2 separate regions of the Mus musculus genome follow, and region 1 is linked to region 2. A link is a contact called in public promoter capture Hi-C data. All regions are on one chromosome and are shown on one strand. Each heading gives the region's core, a stretch centred on a gene start, on an enhancer-like site or on the middle of the called end of the contact. The rest is flanking DNA. Distances are from core to core; before and after follow the strand shown.

Region 1 (7,052 bases), core at 968-3,467, 100 kb before region 2:
GGCCAGCAGTAGTCAGCGCCACTCTGCAACGGCACATGTGGCTTCCCACAGGGAGGAAAGGGTTTATTCAGCTGACCCTTTCACCAAAGGAAGTCAGGACTGGAACTCAAGCAGGTCAGGAAGCAGGAGCTAATGCAGAGACCATGGAGGGATGTTGCTTGCTGGCTTGCTTGCTTCCTCTGGCTTGCTCAGCCTGCTCTCTTATAGAACCCAAGACTAGCAGCCCAGAGATGGTCCCTCCTACCCTTGATCACTAATTGAGAAAATGCCTTACAGCTCTATCTCATGGAGGCACTTCCTCAACTGAAGCTCCTTTCTCTGTGATAACTCCAGCTTGTGTCAAGTTGACACAAAACCAGCCAGTACAGTGGCCCAAGCAGGATCGAACAGCCAAAGGCAGGCCTCTGACAAAGACACAGCCCTGGTCCTTGGAAGTGGACGATATGTCCTGCATTAACATGGGACTCTAGGGACAGGTAAACGGAGAACACCACTCTGGTATCTGCCACCCTGTGTGCTAACAACTTTACCTCTGCCTTGGTGGCTTATGATCACTCCTTGGTATGATGTATTGATGATAATCTGCAGGTCCACATGGCAGTCCTGTGACTACCTCCAACTCCAATGAGTAAAGAAACTGAATCATATCGACTGCTGCCATGACCTGGTGAGAGTCCCCCTCCGCTGCAGGGACTCTCCCACGTGATCCAGGTGTCATCAGCCCGTTCATCTCCTTCCTGAGCAGAGCGATGTGCTTCCTGGTTTACCCACCACTCAAAGCCAAAGCCTAGCCTTGTGTGAGGCACATGTGTAATGAGTGTTCAGTGCAGGAAGGTCTCCAGAGCCACACTTAGGTGCCACGCTGAGTGTCAGGCTCCCGAGACTGCATCTTATGATACAGAGCATCCCAGTACTGGGGATTATGAGGGGACCATGAAGAAGTGCCCATGGATCTTGGAGCAAATGCTTGTTGGAGGGGAGGAACAACCTTGAGCAGAGACTTGGAGGGTGCCAGAGAGAGAGAGCCCAGCTGTGTTCAGACAGCATCCTCATCCACACCCACAGAAGCCTCTGTGAAATGTCCCTCTACACAGTTTTGGTCTTCTGGGAATGGTAACATCCTATTTTTAGATGACTTTCAGTATGTCTCTCAAGTTCTCAAGAGTTGAGTAGCACTCAAGAGTTCAAAATCAAATTTTGAGATGGCTGGTAACCCCTGGAATGTGCTAGAAGTGGTCTCGAGGTCTTGTCTGAGAACTTAAGAGGGCTTGCAGAACATAAAGAAAAATGAGACAACCGAATGTGGAGCCCAGTATCAATTGGATAAAGTATGTATTCGGTATACACGCCAAGGAACAAGCACGTGCGCCTTCAGAGGCTGGCTGGAGCCTTGCAGGGGCGGGAAGGGAGGGACTGCTTAGCAGTGCAGTGGACGATACAAAATATCCTTCTTCCTGTCCTGCCTGCCCTTCACCTGGCCCTGTGCCTTTGGGAAACAGTGAGCACCCAGCTGGGCTACCTCTCTGTGATGCTGGAAAGGATTGGACCCCAGCCAGGATGGAGAACAGTGTCCAGCCAGGCAGGGACTGAAGGGTGGAGGGCTGGGACAGCTCTGGGACTCCTGCAGGCTTAGGAGCTCCAGGCTGGTTGCCACCTGCCCTCCCCAACTCAGACTAAATATCAGAGCCCTGAGGGTAAGTGAGAAATTCTTGGCCTCAGCCCGCCCAGGCCTAGCTGGCTTGAAGGGAACCGAGGTTGCTGTCTGCCCTTGGCAGGTTCTTCCTGTTCCTCACCCCAGGGATTCAAGCTGATTGGCAGATTTATCCAAGCATTGAGGGGTAGGGGCACAAGCCTTGGGAAGCAGCCAGGACAAAGGAGGGAGAGGCAAAGACAGGACAGACAGAATGTCTGAGAGAGAGGGACAGAGTAAGAGAGGCAAGTGACATAAAGAGACAGGGCAAGAGGGGAGCAGAGGAGAGGGCAGGAAAGACAGACATGTTTTCTAAGAATGTAAGAAAAGGAATGTTTCATCCGGAGTGGGGGGGGGGGGTGAGAAAGCAAGGGTGGCAGCTGGCGCTCCCACGGTGTCTAGGCACAGTCTCGCCCATCAGCTTTCTCCAGCAGAAGGTCCGAATTCTCAAAGGTGGGCCTAAGGCGCTGCTGGAGCAGGGCTTGCAACATCCCCACATCTGCTTCCCATCTGCACGTTCCCTCCGTGGATTTGCATCCCAGGCTTTCCTGCCAGAGCACAATCCATTCAAAACAAAACGTGGCTTCTCTCTCGTTCGTAGCTGCAAATCCATCCATGCAGTCACCCAAAGCTCTCTTGGGTTGCCTGAGGTCTTGTCGGCTTTGGGCAGTGCCAGTGTAGGACCAGGCATGGGAATCGGTGGCCCAGAGAGATGGAAGATCTGTGTGAGAGTAGAACCCATGGGGGCCTGGGCTGCAGAGGACTTGGAGCCCTCACAGGAAAGCACCTCAGAGTCACTGGACCTCCCTCAGAGGCTATACCTAGTTTGCTGGTGACTCAACAACTCTGTCCTTCCTCCATCTGGGGGCATGGGATATGAGAACACGGCCCTCATCTGCCATGACTGGTCATGTCAAAGCATGGTGCACAGTGTCCTTGAGAAATGGCGCGTGTGTTATAAACTGTGTTAGAGTCCAGAGCCAGCCTTGTTTTTGTTTTTTTGTTTTTTTTTGTTTTTTTTTTTTTTTTTTAATGGAAACAGGGTTGAGAGACCTGGGATACTTGTGTTCCTCTTAACATTCTGTCAGGCTAGCTGTCCCATCCCACCTAGCCCCTTGCTCTTTCCCTGGGCTTTCTCACCTTCTGTTACTCTACCCAGGTCCCATTACTGCCTTCCTCTTTATTCTTCTCAAGTATTCACCCGTTTCACCATTTACCCAACCATTCACTTCTTCAGCCATAATTTCCTCATTGTTGACTGGGTACCACGCTAGGCTTAGAGTCATTCCAATTAAAGAAGCTGGAAAACAGCACAGGAAATGTCAACAATCGATGTGTGAGTAAGTGATTTGGATGCTAAATTCCTTAGGAGAGAGGGAGGTGGGAATAGTTCCAAAGGATGAGGGAGTTTGGGGTTGGCTTCTCTTGGTCTGCCCTTAGAATACAGCTTTCTAGCTGGGCACAGGTGGAAGGGCCCAGACATCCTTGAAGATATCCTTGAAGGTAATGGGGTAGGAGGACGCTCCACAGAGAGCCTTCTGTGGTTGGGGGCAGCATTGCCCTGCTGGCTGGCTGAGAGAAGCCATGGTCCCTGAGTCCTCTGAAGAAGAGAAGGCAAGGCCAGCAGGGACCAAACTGGGGACTGGGAATCCATTCTGACTAGCCTGGGAGGAAGCACCGTGGGCAGGGGAGCTTGGGAAAGAGCAAGGCAAGCAAGAAAGAAGTCAAGAGTGGGCTACGCACTATGGTTGTACATATGTGTGTGCGCGTGCGTGTGTTTGTTGTGTGTGTGTGTGTGTGAGAGAGAGAGTGTGTGTGAGAGTGTGTTGTGAGTGTGTGACTGTGTGTGTGAGTATGTGAGTGTGTGTGAGTGTGTATGTGTGTGTGCATGTGTGTGTGTTGTGAGTGTGTATGTATGTGTGTATGTGTGTGTGTGTGTGTGTGAGAGAGAGAGAGAGAGAGAGAGAGAGAGAGAGAGAGAGAGAGAGAGAGAGAGTGTTGTGAACTTGTGGCCAAGGCATGGAACTATGAAGCACTGAGAATAGTAACAGCTCAGGTTATCAGTTTTCTAAAGGGTTAAAGTAAGCTCAAGACTCAGGCAGAAGCCTTGGAAGGAGATTTATCGACTTGTACAACTGAAAAGCAGACCGTAGGACCCATGCCAGGCCTCATTAGATAGCTGGCTGGCCTTGAACTCCAGTCCTCCTGCCTCAGCCTCCTGGTTGCTGGTATTACAGGCACAGGCAAATGCCACCAAGGCCACTTTCAGACATATTCTTGACTTAGGGGCTTCGACAAAGCCAGCAGGACTCTTTCCTCACTCTGTCTCTGAAACTGTGATGCTGGCTTCATTCTTTAGGCTGGGCTCACCTGGTCCTTACCATGATGAACCAGGAAGCAAGTCTTGCTGATAACTGGGTCACGAGTCACTGTTGCAGCGTAGTGCAAGGCTTTGATTGGCTAAAGTCTGAATTAAATGGCTGACAAAAATCCCTGTTATTCTATCTCTCTCCTCCCTCTACTGTCTTAAGAAGTATCCAGGCATGGTGTGGTGGTTCTTGTCTTTAATCCCAGCACTCAGGAGGCAGAGGCAGGTGGATCTCTGTGAGTTCAAGGCCAGCCTGGTCTACAAAGTTAATTCTAGGACAGCCAGGGCTATATAGAGAGACCCTGGTTTTTTTGTTTGTTTGGGTTTATTTTATTTTATTATTATTATTTTTTTTTTTTTGCTTTTTAGAGGCCTTCTGGGGTTAGACTATTTATATTCCAGAAGAGTGTAACTGTGTGGGAACAGTGCTATCTCTTTTACTCACTGTGGAAATGATAGGTTTCAGTGTGGATGCTTGGCAGATAATTACTGAATGGAATCAATAGCACAGGCTAATTAAGAATGCTAAGCACCCTGGCTACTGGTTATTGATTGTTTATATGTACTGCAGAACGGCCTAAGCCATTTCCACACTTCACCTAAGCCATTTCCACACTTCAAAGTCAATCATTATTCAAGTCAGTGACAAGAGCTTATATGATGACTGCATTTTAGAGATAGGGAAAAATGAGGCACAGGGCGGTCATACAATCAGGAATCTGGCTGTGCTACGTGAGCTGGCACTGTGCTGCTCTCCCACTGCTCGGTAGATGTGGACAGTCCACGAAGGGACTTCAGGGCAAGCCAAATTCCCAGCCCTCACTCAGTTACCTTTGCCGTCAGGTTAGAAGATTTTTCTAGCCTTCCTTGATGAACAGTGGAGCCAAGAGACTCTGAGGTGTCTGAGTATCTGTTCTTCCCGGCTGAGAACTGAATTACCTACAGCTTCCAAGTTGGGGACTGGCAGGAGGATGGTCTTATATACATGTGTCTACTTTTTCATCTACCATGGATGTATTAGGACTTTACTAACGAGATGAGTCTGGAAGTAAACAAGGATGTTTCTAGCAAAGGATGGAGCTTGTTGTGGAGACTCAGCAACCAACTTACAAGAGTAAGCTGGGAAACAATTTAAGCAGCAAAATAAAATAGTGGTGATGAGATATCAGATTATAAGCCCCAGGATCAAACAAATGCCCACAAAGGCCTTACTGGAATAAATAATGAAGTTTTAGAATGAAAAAGAAAGACTATCTTTTTAGTAGACTTCCAGTTAATAAATACAGAAGGGAAATTTAAAATCATTATTGGACAGACACAGCAGCAATATTGGTTGTAGGAGAGAGTCACCAGGGGTGGGTGCTAGGATCAGTGGGAAAAAGTTGAAATGGAATCAACATAGTTGCAGAGTCACCAAAAATCTTCTCTGAGATTCGAAAGAAAGAAAGAAAGAAAGAAAGAGAGAGAGAGAGAGAGAGAGAGAGAGAGGGAGGGAGGGAGGGAGGGAGGAAGGAAGGAAGAAAAAAAGAAAGAAAGAAAGAAAGAAAGAAAGAAGAGAAAGGAAGGAAGAAAGAGAGAGAGAGAGAGAGAGAGAGAGAGAGAGAGAGAGAGAGAGAGAAAGGAAGGAAGAAAAAGTCAGCAGACACAAGCTTTGTCAAATGATCAAGGTCACGTCTGGTACCCCTTGAGATGATGTCCTGGCTTTTATCAAAAACTAAATAAAACAAATATAGCAGCCTAACCCCCAGACTGGTCAGAAGAAAACAACAGCAGACAGCCCCAGGTGGAGGGACAGACTGCAAAGTGTCTCAAGAGTGGAGGAGATGAGGTCACAGAAGTCAAGGACAGCTGAAGAACCGTCACAGATTGTAGGACATTGACAAGATCAATGACTAAAAGGCATGAGCATTCTAGAGCAGGATATAAGGCCAAGGTGCAGGATTTGGTGTGTGTGGGGGTCACTGGTGGCATTGGAAAGGGGTCTGTAGTTTCGTTAATAGCCTCATGCCTAGATTACCTTCCTCCTGTTCATTTGTCAGGTCATGCAAGCTACTACTATTAGGGAACGCCAGGTGGTGTGTATGAGAATGCTCTGTGCTAATTTTTGCAACTTTTCACTATGTGGCCAATTATTTCAGAGTAGCAGGTGAAATCATACGTGTCTTAGTACTTACTGCTCCCTGAGCACAAACATGAGATACAGAAGTAGGGTGTTTAGATAGCCAATAATGATTAGCCCTGGCCATCCTTCGGTTGTTGCTCAGAACTAAGCGTTACGCATTTAAATCACCAGGGTTCTTGTTCAGACATAGATTATGATCCAGTCGGGAGAGCCTGAGCGTCTGTGTTTCTCACACACATCTGCTGCTGCTGGTCTACAGACCACACAGTGAGCAGCGACAGCATGATATGTGATAGGATTGCAAATTTTGCACACACACCCACACCCCACAAAAAGAGGCCCCAGAACTGTGTATAGAGAGCTGCGAGCACCGGCGGCTGGCCTGGGCTCCCTACCTGGATTCCGAAGCATCTGTGGGAATGCCAGGCTTTGCATGATTTCTGGCCTCAGCCCTGGTCTCAGAAGTGTTGGCCAGTTCTCTCTACTCTGCCTCCGGCTGTAGCCTGTCTTGCCTAGGTCAAACCATGGCTAAGTGAGATGGGACAGGTGTAGACTTACAGAGATACTCAGAAATTCCACTGGTGCCTGTGACAGCCAGACCCAGGCCTGGGGAGCACACATGTTCCCCTTCAGACCTCAGCCTGCCAGCAGCAGCCCAGCCTTCCCTGGAGCCTTTGCTTGAGCAACTTGCAAGCAAGAAGTGATGACCGTGACGTGTGGCTCCCGAGAGAGCCTCCATCACTCTCTGAGACGTAAGACTGTCCACAGACACAAGCCAGACAACCCAGAAAGGCGAGTTATTTCTACTAATTATAGTATCTATGTACATGCAAAAATGGGCACACAGCTACAGAACCGCTGGCACCTCACCA
Region 2 (6,696 bases), core at 3,398-5,897:
CGCTGTGCGGGGCCGACACTGTGCTGGTACCAGACTCGCATTTAACCGCTGTCACTGATAAGGGAGTGTCGCTGATCAGTTAAGATTGGGGATAGAAAATGCCTAGAGACATACACGCCAGCGGCAAAAACTCACTTGCTGAGAGAGTTGAACAGGAAGGAGATGGGGTAAGTGAAGAAGAAATATATCCTAGGAATAACAGATGAGTTCCCCTCCCCCAAATAACCTTCATTTCTGTGCAGATCACAACCAGTGCTCCCCACCTACCTGCCCGGGTACCAGGTGAGTTCCTCCTCCTAGAAGCTCCCGAGGGGAAGAAATAGAAGAGACATTAGTTTAATCATGGAATGGCTACCCATAAACTGACCCGTGGGGTGCAAATCAGAGGTAGTGTGGTGATATGGCGTGTGAGCGCTCTTTCTGGGAACCCTGATTCCCTAAGGGGTTGTGAGGTTAGTCAAAGATCCCATGATGCTTTGCAAACATTTTCCTATCGACCAAACTCTTTCCTAATCTCATGCCACTGAGCACAGAAATCAGGGCAAAGAGGAGGTGCTAGCTGAAGTTGCAGCTTGGCAGGGCCTCAGGGCTCTTTCCTCCAGGGGCCTCATCCTACCTCCTGACCCTCAGCCGACCTCTCAGGAGAGCTGAGCTTAGAGTCAGGGGTCCTGATCCTTCCCTGCTGCTGTGATGTGAACATGATACCTGCTGCCTCCCACAGCAACTGGGTGCTGTGTTTGCAGCAACATTTTGTAAGCTGCAAGATGCATTACAAATGAAAGCAAGGGAGTGTTCAATTAGGCACCAGGAGATTGGGGGTGGGGATGCAGCAACTCTGCCTCCAGCAAGCTTAACATAGCCATTTCTATACCCCTCGACTTCTTCTACTATGAGGGGAGGAAAGCAGATATGTCAAAAGAGAGGGTAGATGGTGGGAGCCCTAGGTGACACTTTCGGTTCTGGGAGTCTGACCATCGGGGAACATTGAGGGGCCACTGCCAGCCAATGGACTCTGCCTCCTCCCCTCTGTCCTCTCCAGGGGATGCCACTGGAAGACCAGCACCATCCTTGCCTGGACAGGGCATTCCAGAGAGTCCAGCAGAAGAGCAAGTGATTCCCTCCAGTGATGTCTTGGTGACACACAGCCCCCCAGGTAGCTGCAGCAGCCCTTGGAGGCTCTTTGTCCCCAATTCTGGGAGATGTGATTGCCCAGAACCAAAGTCCAGGGCAGGTCTGGGAGTGAAATTTCCTTCTTGCTTCCTCAACCAGATAAATAGTCACCAGCAACTCTGAGCTAGCTGTGGCTCTGGCTTGCTCTCACAGAGGGCACAAAGCCGACCTAGTAAAGACAAGGGCCCTGCCTGGGCACTAATACCCTTTTGGGGGATGGCCCTTCTCAGAGGACTCCAGGGAAGCCATGGATCTTTCTGGAGTATCTTAGGGAGACAGGGGACTTCTTGAAGAATGGGGAGTTCATAGAGTAGGAGGCGAGGTGAGAGGGGGTTGAATCACTGAGGACCCTGGCAGTGCTCCACCTGCCCATGGGGAAGGGACAGAGTTATATTGCACAAGGTTGTCTTAAGTGTCCAGAGCTGGTATCTGACTCCCTCTAGTCAGCCATAGCGATGAAGGGCAGCGGTGTGAGGGAGATCCCTGGCAAACACACCTGGCTATGGAATGTGCCTTCCACAAAGGCTCATTGTCTGAGGCAGGAGAAGCAAGGCTACTACTGTATGGTATTGTTGCCGTTGCTCTCCGCGCACATGTGTGCTCTCTCGCCTGCCCTCTCTAGGGCTGTGCTCTTAGCTAGAGGGTCACCTTGAGTAGGAGTGGAGGGTGCTTGAGTTCTTTGGCTTTCCTCCAGTGAGAGGAAAAAGCCTGCAGCCTGCTGTAGGTGGGGTGGGGGGCGTGGCTTTCCCAAGAGTTCTCCACTGACTTTGCCCAGGATGCAGAGTAAGTCCTCTGAGACTCCAGGGAGCATCCCCTTCCAAGTGGGCAGGAAGGGCTGAGTACATGTGGCTCAGCTAAGGAGTGCTAAGACTGACAGCTGAAATATTCCTGGAGGAGGAGCCACAGTACAGTGAAGCCAGGCTGCCCCGGCCCCTGCAGTGGCCCTCAGCTGTGCAGTTGACAGAACCACCAGCAGCAGTCTTCAGTCTTTTGTCTGATCCGGAATCTACCCTGCCATCTTCCAACCTCACTGAGTGGACACTTGGAACTGGCTGGAGACTGCTAGCACAAACTTAGAACCAGGCTAGGGAGAAGGTGACCTTGTACACAGGCCACTGGGGGCATCCTGCTCAGCGCAGATTAGCAATGCTGTAAAGACCCTCTGTGTACCAACCTGGGCCACTTCTGACCTGCTCTGTAGATGCTTTTGGTTTCTCTCAGAGTGGTGGGGCAGGGAAGGGAGCCCTAGGTATGTGCCCGTAGAATAACAATACAACATGCTGGACACAGATGAAAGCAGTGTTCTCTTATTGGTTTGTTCATTCATTCATTCATTCATTCATTCATTCATTCATTCATTCACTTATGATAAATGTTAAGTACTTCCTTAATATTAGAGGTACAAGACAGATAAGCTAGCTTCTTCAATCTGTGTAACCTAGTCACTAGATCTGTCAGCCAGTCTATGGGAAGATGGGCAAGAGTTCTTTGGGTAAGAGCTATGCCCACATTTAGGTTGAGGGTGAGGGTAAGGAGATCATTTGTAGGGAATATGGGTTACTAAAGCCATCAGGTCTCTATCCGGAGGTTGTAATCAAATGGGCTCAAAGACCAGGCACAGGTCCCACCAGTCTTATGAGGCTATTTTATCAGTTGGCATGAGAGGGCCTACTAAGGGTATGTGGGCTTCTAGTGGGCTTCCGAGGCAACTGAGCCTAACCCTGCTTCCTCACCCTGCTCCACTGCCTTTGAGCATGCTCCACTCTGCTGTAACCTCTACTTGCTCCATCTCCACAGACTTTGATCCATGTTTTGCTGGAGCCTCCAACATCTGTGGCCCTGGGACCTGTGTGAGCCTCCCAAATGGATACAGATGTGTCTGCAGCCCTGGCTACCAGCTACACCCCAGCCAAGACTACTGTACTGGTATTTACTGGGTGCCCTGGGCCTGCTGAATGGTGGGAGCAAATAGGAACAGAGTGTGGGGATGCAGTCACGAGTCCAGGCTACACAAGATCCAAGTCGTATGCTATGGTTGGTTAGCTTAGAACACTCTCTGTGGACACAACTAACTAGGCATCAACTTAGGACATGCCAGGCTGTGAAGGAGAAAGGAAGTGGTTGTGGGGTCGCTGAGGGGAAGGGACAATGAGCAGGGAAGAGGCACTGCTCATCACCAAGGACCCAGCAGGTTGGCCTGTGGCTGTCAGCCTTGGAGACTTTCATCTCTGTCTCTGCCTTCTCTGCTCCCTCACCTCTTCTATGCCACACAGCACCATGCTCTAGTGGGGGCAGTTTGGAGGCAAAAGTCCCCAGAGAAAGGCACACTGGCCTTGGTGACCTCCTTCCCTGCTTCCTTCTGGTCAGATGACAACGAGTGTATGAGGAACCCCTGTGAAGGAAGAGGGCGCTGTGTCAACAGTGTGGGCTCCTACTCCTGCCTCTGCTATCCTGGCTACACACTAGTCACCCTCAGAGACACACAGGAGTGCCAAGGTGAGCGACACCCACCTTAGGCCTGGAGTGGGCAGAGGAGAACACCTCTTGCCTAGGCCCTACAGTGTGGGTGGAAGAGGAACCAGGCATGCACAGTGTTCACACTGAGGAGTACCAGAGCCTCGGGGAAAGAGACAGAGCTCTGGCCTTGATCTGGAAGGAAGTTGAGACTATGAGAAAGAAGGATCCAGAAAATAGCAATGTTTGAAAAGGCCTCAAGGATTTGTGGCTAGGGCCAAGAGTAGGCTGATGATGGGGACCGAAGGCCAGGACTCTGGTGACAAGGAAGCTTTCCTTTTGGGGAATGAGGGTCACCTATGGGGACCCTCAGCAGACCAGGGGACATGTGTGCATGTGGGAGAAGAGTTCTGATGCCCAACGGTGGAGATACCTGCAGGTTTTTATCTTTCCTGGGAAGGTCTGGCCACAGAGAGGCAACTCTTGGTAAGCATGCTTCCTGGGTGTCTTAGTTAGGGTTACTATTGCTGTGATGAAACACCATGACCCAAAGGAACTTGTGGAGGAAAGGGGACTTTCTCTGGGGACTTCTGCCTCCAAACTGGCCCCACTAGAGGCTTCACATATCCTGAATCACAGTCCTTTGATGGAATCCAAGACAGGAACTCAAATAGGGCAGGAACCCGAAGGCAGGGGCAGATGCAGAGGCCACAGAGGAGGCCTGCTTACTGAACTGGTCTTCATGGTTCGCTTAATCTGCTTTCTTATAGAACCCAGGACCACCAGCCCAGAGATGGCACCACCCACAATAGTTAGCCCCTCCCCATCAATCACCAATTAAGAAATGCCCTGCCTTACAGTCTTGCTTACAGCCTGATTACAGAGGGGGTTTTTCTCAACTGAGGCTTCCCTCCTCTCTGATGACTTCAGCTTATGTTAAGTTGACAAACTAGCCAGCACGCTGTGCAACCCCTTTTGTAGCATAGAATGTTCCTGTACACTGTTTATGAGTAAGTTCACGAAGAAATGAGGAAGCATCTACCACACAGCGCCTGGGGGCTCAGAGGCAGCTGGGAAGTTCTCACTTGAGAACTGCACTACCTGTGTTTGGGGCTCACACTTCTGGAGCTAGTCTGCTGCTTGACCATGGTTCCATGTGTGGCCATGGAGCAATGAACCCTTTCTTTGAGTCTCCTCAACATCTGATTCCAAGGATCTGGCTTTCAGAATCCAAAGTCATCCAAGCCCACTCATTTCATTCTGTGAGGAAGGGAGATAGAGAAGCCCAACCTAACAGGAACGTGAGGGAACCCCGTCACGAGTACTCAGTAGGTACGCGGGCTCTGACTGAGTGGCCAGGTACCTGGCTCTGTGCTGAGCTCTGACGACAGTCAACTGAATGAGCAAGAGTAGCGACCGTGCGGGGACTAGACGAAAAAGCAACTGACATAGCAGAGAATTTGGGAATGTTTCCGTGAACAGGTACTTGAGCTGGGGTAGAATATGAACAGCTCCCATTTAGTGAGCACTTAAACCAAGAGCCACTCTCTGCGCTTTGCTATATACCATTCCAACCCCTGCGGATCTCATTCCTACCTTTCGCTTTGCCAGATGAAGCTTCAAAAGGTGAGTTGAAATGCCCATAACATTACACCTATCTACAGCTGGCACTGGACACAGACGCAATGTCACGCCCATTCTGGGGCATGGTTTGCTTCCCATGATCCTCTTCGAGCAGCAGCAGGAATGGAGGGAGGAGGTAGTCCAGGGGAAGGCAACCATTTCTGCATAGGCCAGTATCGCCTGCCCTGGGAATAATACCATCAGGGTGACTGGAGTCTGGGCTTGTTAGCAGAAAAGGCAGTAGGCGAGGCCAGTCCGTGAAGTGGCTCTAGTGCCAAGTTTGTTAAGGGTAGATGGTTCTGTCGTCTGGCTGTCAGGGAGGAGGTGACTCAGACAGCAGTGTGACAGAGCCAAGGGAAAAGCAAGGGACAGGGGCTTTCCAGGCTTCAGCAAGCTGCCGTAGGTGCTGTGGCCAGAGGCACTGCTCTCTGGGAGCTGGCCCTGGGTAAATTACAGCTGCTACAGGGAATGGTATTGCCAGGCCCAGACAAAAGGCTCTGTCCTGTGCCAGCCTGGTGTCCAGAGGTCTCGGCCACCCGCGACAGCTGTAGACGGGAGGAACCTGAGGTTAGCCGAAGTGCTTCTACCACCGGGGATTGGCCGTCACTTGAAGAACCTAATCCAATTTTGCATCCACTTCCTAAATTTTGCCAGTTTCAGGAAACAGTGTTTCATTACTTTAATATATCATTGAGTCATATGTATAAATTAATGATTGTAAATTATTACAAGTTTTAAGTTAATTTAGGTAGAAGTATAAATTATCTATTAAAAATTTAAGTAAGAGCTTGCATAATTACATACCCTCTAGAAAGTGTATCTCTTTGCACTTTGGCCTTGGGGCTTCCTCATCTGTGAATTGCTTACCTACTCCTATCTTTTTGCTAGTTTTCCAGTGTGGCTGTTCCTTTTTCATGTAGCTTTTACAGTGCAGCTTGTGTATTCTGTTACATTGTATCTGTTTTACGTGTGTAAGGCTGTCTGTCCATGTGGAGGTCAGGACAACCTAGTGGAGTGGGTTCTCCCCTCCATCCTCAGGTGGGTTCTGGCAATCAAACTCAGGTTTCCAGGCCTGGGTGGCAAACTCTTGCCCGCTGAGCCATCGCTGGCCTCCTTTAGCTTTATTTTTCATGCCTTGTAGTTTTATTATGTCACAAGGATGTTGCGCATTACATCTGATGTTACCTTTCCAGAGTGCTTTATCCAGCTGGTCCATCTTTGCATGGGTATCAAGAACCCATGTCTCCATTTCCACTTTTCTCTACAAATCGCTTTTCCCAGTGCCATCTGTTTATTAGGCAGTGTTTCTAGCTTCAGCCATGTTATTCCCATCAGCTTTTCTCTCTGCCCAGGAGTTCCTTCTCCTTTCCCCTCTGTTGGCAGTAGAGCTTCCTGGAGCTCGCACAGCTGTTTCTGAACTCCTGGGAGAGTTGTTCCCAGGAAGGTTCT

What was found. Capture Hi-C pulls out chosen DNA fragments and counts their contacts.
Region 1: a promoter capture Hi-C map of adipose tissue shows a contact between it and region 2. The contact joins two enhancer-like sites. A contact is called at or near these places in 10 of 39 promoter capture datasets (HPC-7-derived erythroid cells, cranial neural crest, embryonic stem cells and 7 more), 4 of 484 Hi-C or Micro-C datasets (bone marrow-derived macrophages, cerebellar granule neurons and nephron progenitors), 3 of 115 datasets of contacts at active chromatin or transcription factors (embryonic stem cells and large pre-B cells) and 2 of 9 other capture datasets (adipose tissue and pancreatic islet).

Annotation. Positions count from the first base shown.
Region 1 is chr12:84,902,341-84,909,392 of GRCm38.p6, reverse strand. No RefSeq gene overlaps it. Among named protein-coding and RNA genes, the nearest start is that of Ltbp2, 29 kb to the right of the region's middle. Within about 2 kb of position 2,217, at least 61 of the 459 cell types and tissues checked have an H3K27ac peak or open chromatin away from gene starts, as enhancers often do. A contact at or near this core is called in adipose tissue, where this site is marked.
Region 2 is chr12:84,800,757-84,807,452 of GRCm38.p6, reverse strand. It overlaps Ltbp2 (latent transforming growth factor beta binding protein 2), which reads left to right. Exons shown (of 36, transcript NM_001370743.1): 14 at 243-282; 15 at 1,040-1,153; 16 at 2,968-3,096; 17 at 3,538-3,666. Among named protein-coding and RNA genes, the nearest start is that of Isca2, 31 kb to the right of the region's middle. Within about 2 kb of position 4,647, at least 47 of the 459 cell types and tissues checked have an H3K27ac peak or open chromatin away from gene starts, as enhancers often do. A contact at or near this core is called in adipose tissue, where this site is marked.